2 separate regions of the Gossypium hirsutum genome follow, and region 1 is linked to region 2. Evidence: chromatin contacts called from public Hi-C data. All regions are on one chromosome and are shown on one strand. The core of a region is the stretch at or near the end of the contact, and the rest is flanking DNA. Distances in the headings are between cores, read along the strand shown.

Evidence for each region. A called contact is a pair of places that touch in the nucleus more often than the background predicts.
Region 1: a contact with region 2 is called in a Hi-C map of leaf, with 2.2 times the contacts expected there. The contact joins the promoter of LOC107961940 here to the promoter of LOC107961947 in region 2. A contact is called at or near these places in 3 of 34 Hi-C or Micro-C datasets (all in leaf).

What each region holds. Positions count from the first base shown.
Region 1 is chrA06:118,278,538-118,282,330 of Gossypium_hirsutum_v2.1, reverse strand. LOC107961940 (mavicyanin) reads right to left here and starts at 2,191. Exons shown (of 2, transcript XM_016898124.2): 1 at 1,803-2,191; 2 at 1,057-1,550. The coding sequence starts at 1,977. The coding sequence ends at 1,186. It overlaps LOC107963099 (transcription initiation factor IIF subunit alpha), which reads left to right. Exons shown (of 10, transcript XR_005928845.1): 9 at 234-517; 10 at 650-788.
Region 2 is chrA06:118,121,497-118,125,368 of Gossypium_hirsutum_v2.1, reverse strand. It overlaps LOC107961947, which reads left to right and starts at 1,349. Exons shown (of 4, transcript XM_016898133.2): 1 at 1,349-2,401; 2 at 3,437-3,592; 3 at 3,672-3,872. The coding sequence starts at 1,649.

The DNA of each region.
Region 1 (3,793 bases), core at 942-3,441, 160 kb before region 2:
GGGGCCCATGCTTTTAATCTCTGAAGAATGAAACAGTTTAGCATTATAGATATGGTGCTTCATATTAGTAACTGCACAAGGTAGTTCTAGACCAAGAAGGCAAGTTTGGCCCATTAGATAAGCAGATCAATCTAAAAACACCGCGAGATATACTTAGTTTGTTTATGCATTTAATTCTCTCTTTTATTTACTTTTCAATGTACTACTTAAGTGGATAAATCTCTTTGGTACAGGACAAGAAGGCTTTTGCAGATATTCTTAGGCGAATTTCTAAGATACAAAAAACGAACGGGCCTAATAACTACGTCGTGTTGAGAGAAAAGTGATATTTCTATCTGTGTTTCAAGGTGTGCCGTAATAAAGTCTTATGCTTTGGTCGTCAACAGAGAGGGGAAAGTGTAACTTGCATTTTCTAGAAATGGATTTTGCAAGTGGCGAGTTAGAAACAAGAGGTGATAAGGAAATCTGGTCTATCATCCTTGTAAGCAGGCATCTTTCTATGTGAATTTTAAGACAGGTACCTGGACATTGTATACCTACATGGATTTTTCTAGAATTTAGAGTTTGACATTTTGTCATGCTGAATGGGGAGTTTCCTTATTATATTAGCAGAATGGCTAAAAAAATCTCACTCAGTTATAATTTTCAGGTTTAGCCGTTTAGGTGCTGGCATTCCCATGTTGCCTTATCATTCTGTTGGAAACTACAAAGTATCCTGTTATTTCAACATTTCGTCTGAAAACTTGAGCCATTGGCACTATAAAACACATTGCATCATCTAATATATATATATATGCGTATGGGCGTGTGTGTTGGGAGGGATTCATTTACATTGCGCACTTTTTTTAACTTTTTGTAGGGTTATGATTCATGCACATTGAATTTAGTAAAATAAAATCACTTTAAATATATATAAAATATTTGTAAAGGTAGTATTCTCTAGATTGATATCGGATTGATTTAATATGTACTAAATTGTGATTCTTATTTTAAAATTTTTATATAATCTATACTATCGTTTGTTAAAATATAGTATTTTAAAAAAAATTCAATTAATTGATTAAATGGTTGAATTATTAAATTATTTTACCTTGCCTTGTCCAGTTTTGCAAAACTACATTAGATTTATTATAGGATATAGAGCATAGGGCAAACATAAGCTAAAAAGGATGAGTAATAAGCCAACTAAATAGCCATAGAAGTGCAAAGCAAGAGCCCAAGTGATAAAATTGGGAAGTTCCCATAAAGCTGGACTGATGGGGAAGGGGTTGTGGGCGCGGCGGCTATGCTCCAATCAGAGTTGTCTGACTCTGACAATGTCTGTGGGAATTCTGGGCTCTGCAAAGGCATTAACTCCACGTGTAGCTTTAGACCCTTTTTGCAGCTCTCAGGCTTGCTGCTCATGAAGTATCGAATCCCTTCCCCATCCAATTCGATGCCATCTAAGCCCACTGTATATATCCTTATGGGGTTTCCTACATCACACGACTCATATTCATCCTTGCTCTTTACCTCTACGATGCTCTCCTGTGCTGCAGAGGAGGGGAAACCTGCACAACATTTAGTAATAACATTATTCACTAAAGCATGTATGGAAAGTAAGAAACAAAAATGATGGATGAAACATGGTGAGGAAAGACAATAAATTATATTTGACACGATTCATTAATGCTTTGGGAATTACTTGCAGGGGGAATTGTCTTCTGTAAGTTGATGTAACATAGGCATTGCACTCTTTTTCTTTTACCAAAACCATTAGTTAAATGAAGCTGGAAACGTTTTGTAATTAAGAGCCGACTTACAGATTTTGTCTCCGACCCTGAAGATCCTGCCGGAAGACCAAGATGCAACGTCAAATGAAGGGTCCCAGCCACGGTCACCTCCGACCACGTGATGCACTTGTGCTCCGACCCATTTCACACCAGTATTGGCTGCCATAAAAACAAGAACCATCACCATCTTCGTCACCATTGTCATAGTTATTGTCACACAACAGGAAAGTATATGTTGCTCTAGTGTTGCTTAACAAACAAGAAGGGATTCTTTTGAAAGAGAAAGATGGGGTGAAGTGTGTGTGTTAAGCAAGAAAGTTATCACAACAGAGACAAAAAGGGTGGCTTACATCCTCCAGGCAGCTTCCTAGAAACAATGGTGGAATGGTTGCTGTGTACCCACCAATTTTGTTAACACTTCCAGAAACAATTTTTTTCTTAATTCTGATTTTTAACTAATTTTTATTCCAAAATTTCAATTTAACCAGACCAATTAGTTAATTTAAACAGTATATTTACGTACATAACTACAATTATAATAATATTCTTTCGATTAAATAATCATAAGATGTCTAAATTTAAATTAGAATAACTATAGAACAAATCGCATGAGGAACACTCTTACTGACTTCATTAAAATACCCTTTGATTGGTTGAAAAATTGGAAAAGACAAGTCATGGGATAACTACCATTAACCACCATTCTTCTCCAATCTGTTTGCCTCTTTTTTTTTCTTTTTTCTTTAATATAAACAAAAAGAATTCGGTAAAAAAAAAGTCTCGAGCGATTACATTAAAAACACTTAATTAACTCATCTAAGATTAATTCTATACATCAATAACAAATCGTGCATTGAAATTAGTGGTTCTTAAAAGGAGATCAATCCCATGCCACCATTAAACGCAGTTTTTGCCATTTGATTTGTGACTTCGTTTTGAGATCTCGGGATATAACGAAAATAGACTTTTCAGTTCTAGTTTAGTAACCATTTGCTCTTTCAAATATATATTTCTATTTGATTGCATATATAATCATATTTGATTTGATTATGTAATTAATGAATGATCTATCATACTTATTATAAGATATTAACAAAATATAATAATTAATACATTCAAAAATATTTTTTTTGACGAATGCTTAAATAACATATACATTTAAATTACAAGTAAGTATCAACTATGATTATAAATCAAAAGGATATGATGAGCAAAAAGGTTAAGAGGCATTATGTGGGGGAAGCAATGATAATACTCTAGAACGACATATTTTATGTGCTAATTGCATGATTATTTTGAGTATGATCCTACTAATTTGGATTATTTTGTGGTCTTTTATCTTTTAGGGACTAAATTGGAGGCAAGAGGAAATTTAAGGGTAAAAAGTGCAAATTTGAAGATATAATAGGCCAACATGCAAAAAAAAAGAGAAGTGCCAAAAATGCAAACATGGAAGACCCAAGGACTAAAATGCAAAAGAAGAGATTTTATAGCACAAGACTCTATTTTAATTTCAATTATATTAGGATAATTATTAAAGATTTTTATTTAGATTTAATTTTAGGATTTATTTTCATTTATCTTTAATTATCTTTATTTATTTGCATTTATCTTTTAGAATTTCATTAGGAATAGACTAGGTTTTCTAGTACTATAAATAGGGGATAGAGTGGCACATATTTGACATCTCTTTTTCCTGTAAACACTCCCTTTCCCAAAAACTCTATCTTTTGGTTTTCTCCATATTTTCTTCAATAAAAATCTCATTTATATTTTATTTATTTCTTTCCTAAAAATCATGAGCCACTAAACCAATCTAGCCGAAGGTTGTCAAAATTCCCCAAAAAGGTTCATGAGGCTTAGAATCCGCGCTTAGCTTTCTCAACAGGGTATTCACCGCTTTTCCGCATTACGGGACTGACGCTTCCTTCCATGTCCCTTAATAGGTGATCTTTTCAACTTGTGTAAGGAACGGCTGCTTTGTATGTTTTGGGAAGGTTGCACAGTCGGTTCGTTGGCTT
Region 2 (3,872 bases), core at 100-2,599:
TAAACGTCACAAATCTACGAACCAAAATTCAAATAGTTTTCTTCTTTGATCTTTGACATTGATCGCCAGATTGACTTGGATCTAAGGTGTGTTCTGCTACTTGCTGATGGATATTGATCCACTGTATTGGTCATCAAATTGTTACCTATAGCTCACTAGTCAACCTTTAAAGAAAAAAACTTGGCAGTCCAATGACTCAAATTAAAATTTTCAAATAGTTTAATGACCATTTTGTAACTTTTTTAAATTGAATGACCAAAACGTAAACTTACTAATAGTCTAATAACCTTATATTATAGAAACATTTACCTTTTACAATAAAAAAAATATTTTATAATAACCAATATCTTATTTAATAAAACATATATATTAGAAAAATATTAAATCCAAAAACTATAAAAAATAATTAAATATTTTAAAAATTATAAAAGAATGAGTATATAAATTCTATAGAAAATCACAAATATAAAAAAAATAGTTAAAATTTTAGAAAAAATTAGTTAAATTTTTTGAAAATTTCATAAAGTAAAAAATAAAATGTACATGAATAGTTTATTAACCTCTCTAATGAGTTGGTTTTTGGTTGACTAATGACACTAATTTAGCTAAGGATTTAAATAGCATGATAAACTACACTCAAAGTCACTAAGTAATTGGTAACTTTACATTTTAGTCACTTAACTTCAACGAGTTACAAAATTTTCGAAGATTTTCATTCCGTCATTAGACTGTTAAAATTGTTGTTGTATGACCTTTTTTATTCACATCGCTTGCACAGATTGAAAGATCTTATTCCCCTTATTTTTTACAGTTAGATTTTTTCATAAAAAAGATTCGATGTCATAAATCTGCGAACCAAAATCCAAAATCTTATATGATATTTGATATTGACTGCCAGATTGACTTGAATCTAAGATATGTTCTTTTACTTGTCAATAAAAACTGATCCATCACATCGATTGTTTAATTTTCGCTTGAAACTTACTAATCAAACTGTTTTTAAAAAAAAAAGTAAAACTTAATAGTCGAATGAATTAAATAATTTTTTTTAAATAATTCAATAATAATATTATAACTTTTTAAAATTAAATAACCAAAATGTAAATTTTTTAATAGTTTAATAACCACAAATTACCTTAAATAATAATATAGAAAATATAAAAAATAGAAGTAAAATAAATATATTGAAAGGTTAATGGAGTGAATTACGATGTGCGAGCAGGACGGTGGTAGCGTGGCGGAAGCTGATAGGACAGTAACCCATCGAACCTTATTTTTGTTAAGGGATAAGGATTGAAGAGTAAAATGAGGAATAAAAGAAAAAGGCATGGGGCCTGTGGGCCGTGGCCCATCAATCCTCACTTCCTATTCCCAAAACCTCAAACAAACAACAGCGCACCGCCATCATAAAGGCAACAGAGGATACAGATGTCATTAATCATTTTGTCGAACACATTTCGGTCATTCCACTCAACTCCACTCCACTCCACTCCTCTCCATACTCTTAACTCCCACCATTCCCCTCCACGGTCCACACTCTCCACTCGCTGTCTCTGCAACTTTCACCCAAAAACTTCAAACTCTCCATATTTTTCCTTTTAAATGAATTTCGTAGCTAAAATAAGAATTTTATAAAAGGAAAGGTGAAATGGGTTCTCGGGTTCAGTCTCACAAGCTAAGCAATGGGCTGTTGGTGTCGGGAAGGCCGGAGCAGCTGAAAGAAAGGCAACCGACAATGCCGTCTCGAGCGGTTCCGTACACAGGCGGTGACGTTAAGAAATCCGGCGAGCTTGGTAAAATGTTTGATATCCCAGTGTTTGATCGTTCCTCGTCCAGCGGTCCTCCTTCACATCCCAACTCAAACCCCAACTCCAAGCAGCATTCACAAGTTCTGCAACCTTCACGTGCTTCTTCTTCTTCTCAGCCGAACAGTGGATCCGTGCGATCTGGGTCTAACTCAGGCCCGATTAGGAAATCCTCCGGGTCCATGCCGCTTCAGCCTACTGGGCTCATCACTTCGGGTCCCCTCAGCTCCGGTCTCAGGAGGTCGGGGCAGCTCGGCCAGGTCGAGAAAATGAGTGCTGTTTCGGGGAAAGCAGGGTACGGGTCGGCGGTGACGAGTCTCGGGGAAGGGGTGAGGTTTGGTTTTAGGGTGTCCAAGGCTGTGGTTTGGGTGGTGATGATAGTTGTGGCGATGGGGTTGTTGGTGGGGGCGTTTCTGATGGTAGCCGTGAAAAAGGCGGTGGTTCTTGGGGTGGTGGGTGCGGTGGTCGTACCCATGGGTTTGGTATTACTCTGGAATTGTATATGGCGAAGAAAAGGCTTGTTGGGGCACATGAGAAGGTACCCAGATGCTGAGCTTAGAGGTGCTGTTGATGGCCAATATGTGAAAGTTACTGGGGTAAAATTTTCCCTCCAATTTTATTTTAGTTTACTTTTCTACGTCTATTTGTCGAAACCGGAGACTGCTCTAGAAATATTCCACGTTAATGGATGCGCGTTGATTTTATTGTATTAGTTTCCATTTTTGTAAATGTCTAATATGGTATCTCTTATTTGTCCTTATTATCCCCGATGAGTTAACGGTTTGATGTCTGGATTTAGCTGGCTATTGTTTGCGTTATTTTTGCTTGCAATTGGTGATTATAGATTGCTTTTGAGGGATCTTTTATGAGGGTGGGATTTTAGGTTAGAATACTAAATGTGGGTGTTTAACACTGTCTCATTGTTCTGCAAATGAAAGCTCTTGTTCCTATAACTGGGAAGGAATCTCTAGAAGGTGCTGAATACATGTTCTTCGCTTGAAACAATTTGAATTTTTGTAGGATAAATGATTGTTGTGTTTGTTGTTTTATTATATTATATCTGTGATTGTAGGATATCATGGTAATGCATCATGAGCGAACCTGTTAGGAGTTCCCTGATTTTGGAGATCTTGTATGGATGAATATGCATAAGACTATTACTCCATTTTAATAGGGTTAATGTTGATCCTAGTATAGCTCGTTGATGTAGCGTTAGTAATGATGTTGCTTGGACCTGGGTGTGAGTATCGGATATGTGTATGTACCTGACACGGGTACATCCTTGTGTTGGACTTGGGTGTTTCAAGATAAACAAGGAGTCTGAGCAACATAGATTGATAATTACAATCCCTAGACATTTATTTTATACGACATATAAGCTATGAGTGGTTTAAGTCAGCTGAAGATAGATAGGGTAGCTATGGTCTTGGTTTTCTTGATCTTTAATTAGGAGTTACATTTTGTGCAAATGACCATGCCCTCACGAGGAGACATGCTGGTCTTTTTATTTGATTTTAAGGATGAACGTGAAGTGGATGGCATACAAGTTTACTAGCAGACCCTTAAGTTTTTTATTCATATTATACATTGATTATGCTATATGATTAACAAAATCACAACTTTTGGTGTAGGTTGTCACCTGTGGCAGCATTCCGTTGGAGTCATCCTACCAGAGGGTGCCCAGATGTGTATATGTTTCCACAGAATTGTACGAGTATAGAGGATGGGGTGGGAAATCTGCAAATCCTAAGCATCGTTACTTCTCCTGGGGATGTAGGCATTCTGAGGTATATGTTTTGGCTTAGAAAAATCTTCTATCTATCATGTTTGCCAAAAGTCTTAAGACTACCTTTTTGTTATAAACAGAAATATGTTGCTGATTTTTACATATCAGATTTTCAATCTGGATTAAGAGCACTAGTCAAAGCAGGCTATGGAGCTCAGGTTGCCCCATTTGTCAAACCAGCTACTGCAGTTGATATAACAAAAGAAAATAGGGACTTATCTCCAAGCTTTTTAAGCTGGTTAGCGGAGAGGAATCTCTCTAGTGATGATCGTATAATGCGC